Linked DNA regions of Mus musculus: region 2 is linked to region 1. The links are chromatin contacts, called in public promoter capture Hi-C maps. All regions are on one chromosome and are shown on one strand. Each heading gives the region's core, a stretch centred on a gene start, on an enhancer-like site or on the middle of the called end of the contact. The rest is flanking DNA. Distances are from core to core; before and after follow the strand shown. Region 1 holds the start of Abat (4-aminobutyrate aminotransferase). Region 2 holds the start of Rpl39l (ribosomal protein L39-like).

Region 1 (2,585 bases), core at 38-2,537:
GCTCTTTTACATCGTAGGATTGCAGGCAGGGTTAATTGTCCCTCCCAGAGCTGTCCTTTGGCCTCCAGGAAACATCTCTCTCCCCAACCCACATCCCAGATCCAGAGAACAGGCCAAGATTCAATTTTTTCCTGTCTCCTGACCTGCCCCCACCAGACCTTCTCAGGCTAGTGTGAGGGAGGCACACAGCTAAGCCAACAGTGTCCCTAGACCAGTGGACAAGCCCAGCAGCAGCCTTCTCTTGGCCTAATGCCCAGGGAATTCCATCAGGCAATATCCACGGGACTTGATGGGGGCAGCCCCAAGAAACGAACAGGGGACCCTTGGAAGTGGGCCAACAGCTCTTCTCTATGTTGATAGCCCTTTGTCCAGGCGGAGAGAGACCTGCGTCTGTAGGGTAACACTGAATAACAGACTTTTACATTTGTGTTGGAGGTGGGGGTGGAAGGGGGTGCCTGCTGGTCCTGCAGTGCCAAGGCCATCTGTGCTCTTAGAGTTTGGAGGCTCTAGGCCTGGGAAGTGGAGGCCCCTAAAAGCCTTGTTTAGGGGGTTATGGCTTCTCCTATAGGTGGGAAGAGACTTCATAGGAATAGAAGAGAAGTCATTTGTCCCCAGAATCCAGCACCTAGTTTCTGGAATGGGCATGCAGGTGATTTGGCCTGGGATGTCCTTGTTGAAAGGAGGGTCTTACTCTCCAGGACTTTCACAGTTGGGGAGGGATAGGACCCTTCTGTCGAGCTGTGTCCTCAACATTCCAAGGAGACAGAGAGAGAGAGAGAGAGAGAGAGAGAGAGAAGCAAGAGAACCTAACTTAGATTTTTAGGAAAGGGAGGAGATGAGAAAGGGTCTAGATATTAGCGGAGGCAGGACTCCACTTGGGGGGGGGGGGGGGACTCTATTCCAAGGACTAAACGAGGGAGGGATTTCCCCCTCCAGCCAGTGGGCAGGACGGACGGCCCCATTTCTGAAGGTTACACGAAGCTGTTTTGCTTTCTGGGGCCTGGGAGGTGGGAGACCCTTTCCTTTCGGAGCAGGATCCCGCGTACTGGTTGGATGGAGGGCCCGGATTCTAGAGGAAGATGTCCTTCTCTGGCTTCCTTCAGAAGGGCGAGCCACGCGCGTACAGACGCGTCGCACTTACCTCCAGGCCCGGGCTGCGATCTACAGGCTGCGATCCGCGGGCCGGACTTGCGCGATCACCTTCCGATGCTCCTGGCTGCGCCTGGCGTCTGCTCCGCTTCCCCCAGCGACTCACCAGGCTCCCAAGCTTCGCCGAGCCACCCTGGCCAATCAGCACCACTGCCTCTAGCCCTTGCTTGCGCCTCAGCCAATGAGAGCACCCGCCATGGGCCACCGCCCCCGGGGGGAGGGGGAAGGCGGGGCGGGGGCAGAGTCCGACCTCCGTGGATAGGATGCGCCCGGGGGTCTCCGAGGAGGGCCGCGAGGGCCGGAGCAAGGGACTTGGGGAGAGGCAGCCGAAGGATCCCTAGCAAATCTGATGGGGGCTAGGAGTCCTCTCCTTACAGGAGGGAGGGACTTTGCAGGCTAAGGCGAATCTTCAATGTACTCCCACCCCACATCACTGTTTTAAGATCCTGGGAATTGCTGATGAATGGAGCTGAACCCCAACCCCGACCTCTGTGCTTCGGATCTGGTCTCTGGAACCTGAGAATCCGGGGCCCTGAAACAGAACTAAAGCACCTGTCGGCACTGGCCCTCCATGCCACCTTCTGGTGCATCAGTGGTGCACAGCAGGTCAATAAGAGTGCTAAACTGAGAGTCAGGTCAGGACTCAGGACAGGTCTCTTTCCCAACCCTTCCTCCATTTCCTTAATGGTAAAGGAAGGCAGAATTGGTTCTATCTCTTTTATGAGTAGAAACAAGATCTTAGATGTAATAGAGATGTGTTCAGAAAATTGAAGATGCACTGGAAACCAGTTAAAACGAATATGTGAGTGACCAAGTCCCACACCTTTTCTTTCATTAAAAATAAAATTTATTTCAATCACGTGTCTATCTGTCTATGTATATGTGTATGGATGCTGGAGGAGGCTATTGGAATCCTGGGACTGCCTGGAGCTGTGGATACAGGTGGTTGTGAGCTGGCAGAATGCGGTGTTGGGAATAGAACTCAGGGCCCCTGCAAGAGCAGTGTGTGGCCCTAGTTGCTCAGCCATCTCCTCCCCCTTTCTCCTTTTGTCTTTCTTATTTCACTTATTTATTTGTTTATTTGTTAGACAGGGTCTCTCTTCATAGCCCTGTCTATCCTGAAACCTGCAATATAGACCACCCCAGCCTCCAGGTCACAGAGATCTGGCTGCCTCTGCCTCCAGAGTGCTGAGGTTAAAGGCACCACCATGCCTGGCTCCTTTTTCATTTTTTATTTTTATTTATTTGTTTATTTTTAAAGGGAGGGAGGATTTATTTTAGTTTGATGGGATGCAGTGTGTGTTGCTCACTTGCTTGCTTATATTTAATGGTCTTATAACTTTCCAACGTTATTTGGACACAAGGTGTTATCACTCATTGATAAAATCAAAGTTGCAAACATTTAACCACCTCTAGGATTTTCCCAGGCAACTGTG
Region 2 (2,585 bases), core at 53-2,552, 1.7 Mb before region 1:
AAAAGGCCCCAAACATACTGAACATACCAAATGAAAGCCTTAGCATCCTCAACTGGACCCCTTTTTAAAAGCCTGCCACGGTGATAGTACCACTGATGTGTCATGAGACCATTGAGTATGTGAGTCTGACAGGGAATTTCCAGCCCTGTGTACTGACCAACCAGATCTGGCCCTCCACCTCCCCTAAAAAGCCCCATGCTTTTGTGGCTTAGATTAGCTTATTCTGCAAGCCTCCAGCAGTTCTTCAAATGTGTTCCTTAATATTTTATTTGACCAATTGCAATGACTGTTTGCATTGGAGTGATTCTACTATGTAACAAAAAGTATGAAAAGTTGTCATCTCTGCCTTCTTTTTCTGTTTTACTTTGGTTAAGACTCCTTGCTTGACTTCCAAAGGCATGGTAATCACTGAGTATCCTTCTTCCTGTATCATATCTCTCAAAACTGGTGTTGGCAACTAGTTAGGCTTTAACATGCTTTGGAGGACACTAGAGTCAGGGCCCCATGAATACACATAATCAACCTTGTATTAAGCCAAGGATGGAAACTGCAGTACTCTTTAAATACTAGTCAGGGGAACAGGACCTGAGTCATATCTCTGGCCCCATAGGAAGACATGGTAACCCGATTTGTGTAGAAGGTTCTAACTAGATATCTAAATCCTGTTCAAAGCCCCAAGCATTATAACTGTCAACGAAGAGACTCTCTAATACATAAGGGGACATCACGAGTTCCTTCTGTAAAATCAATCCAAATGGGGCTGCAGGGCTGAGGATGTAGCTCGGGTGGCAGTTGTGTGGCATACAGGAAGTCCTAGGTTTAATCCCAGCCTGAGGTAGAAATTCGCCTCAACACAGTCAAAGTAAAAGTGGATCAAGAGGACGAAATCATTGGAAATGTTTGTAAGGGAAACAAAAGGGCCGAGTAAAGGAAAGGGAAGGGGACCACAACTCAGGAGAAAAACCACTACAAAGATCTAAAAGGAAATTGCTGGGCTTTAAAAAAAACAACTAACTGCCATATAGTGTTTCCTCTTACCTCTTCCCGGCGAGTTTAAACCAGATTTGAACTTGGAAAGGCAGGGTGGATTTGAGCGCCTGACTCTGCCGGGTTTCCTAGAAAAAACAAAAAACCGAAAGTTTCCTTGAGCCCCAAAGCTGAGGTGGTAGCACAAGCCCAGGCCGCAATGCCACACAGCGACCCACCTGTGAGCCCTGCACCGCGGGAGCCCTGGACCACACACCAGACCAACCACGCTGCTGCAGGCTCGGCAGTTAAAAGAATGGCGACCACCGGAAATCCGGAAAGGCCTGGGAGCTAGGGAGAGGCAGTGGGTGTTGAAAGTACGCAGGCGCGGATTACGTAAAGCAAGCGCTAGCTTCCAGCGCTTCCGGGTACGGCAAATTCTGGGGCTGAGTCTCGGTACCTTGCGCTTGCTAGTCTTCCGGGGATGTCTGTTAGAACTGTTAAGGCCTTAGGAGCTTGAGATTCAGAAACTGCCAAATACTATTGCACAGGACGGAAATGTTCACCTCTCAAGTATAACAGGAATGCTGCTCTCCACCCCCAGGACTCAAAATATGTTATGAATTATCTGCAGATAAAAAGCTTGCAGACATGAAAGGATATAAAAAAATAACATGTCATGTGCCGTAGTTGCTCTTGTTCATAATCCCAATATTTGAGAGGTAAAAGAAAAAAGAAGTTCAAGGTCACTCTTGGCCACACATAGCAATTGCCAAGTTAGCCAGGGCTACATACGACCCTGCCTCCAAAAGCAAAATCACATGTCAAAGCCACATGTACGATCCATGCCCGTAATTAAGTCCAGGAGCTCAAACTGACAAAGCTGGCAAAGAATCCCGCAAAGGCTTCTGACCTCAAACCCATGTTTATACCGAACCCACATAAAAGTGGCATTCTGCCAGGATAGTTCTACAGTCCATTCAGTCACTGTTGGTTTGGGGGCTCTATAGACATTTTGTACTAAGTTATAGCTCCTGTGTCCAGTGTCAGCTGCATTTTCTCTGACTCACACCATGTCGTCTAAAGATAAACTGGTCCCTATTAAAGGGTAAAACTATCTCCATCTGACATGGAAGCTTCCTACTCTCAACAGTACCTGGTAGCACAGATGGTTCCTATATGAAAGAAACCATGACTCAAAGATAGATTCAGCAAAAATGCTCCTTATCTGAGACTATGGGGTGGAACCTAAGGCAGTAAGCTTTCCACTGGACACCATCCCGATAGTCATTTCTGCCTTCAGAACCCACAGAGCCTCACCCTGATGTGCCTCAGTGCACAACCTTTATTCTCTTGGACAGCTTGTCTTTCATTGTCTGTATTAGAGCACAGTCTGCTTCTGGTGAAATGGAGTTATGCTCATGTATCTTTGTCACATAGTCCCAGGGTTTCTTGGTGGGTAATTTCCAGGGGGCAGGATTGGTGGGATTTCAAGTCCTGAGCTTGGGTCAAACTCAGGGATTGGTAGGATTTTGTTTCTTGGCCTTTGTGCCTGGGGTCAGGGTGTTTTTCCTTTGGCCTTTTCACCCTACATTGCTCAGATACATATCTAAGCCAAT

The links. Promoter capture Hi-C pulls out the DNA fragments that hold promoters and counts their contacts.
Region 2: a promoter capture Hi-C map of embryonic stem cells shows a contact between it and region 1, with 2.6 times the contacts expected there. The contact joins the promoter of Rpl39l here to the promoter of Abat in region 1. A contact is called at or near these places in 2 of 39 promoter capture datasets (embryonic stem cells and hippocampal neurons).

Annotation. Positions count from the first base shown.
Region 1 is chr16:8,512,131-8,514,715 of GRCm38.p6, reverse strand. It overlaps Abat (4-aminobutyrate aminotransferase), which reads right to left and starts at 1,287. Exons shown (of 16, transcript NM_172961.3): 1 at 1,142-1,287.
Region 2 is chr16:10,168,945-10,171,529 of GRCm38.p6, reverse strand. Rpl39l (ribosomal protein L39-like) reads right to left here and starts at 1,302. Exons shown (of 3, transcript NM_026594.2): 1 at 1,206-1,302; 2 at 1,039-1,115.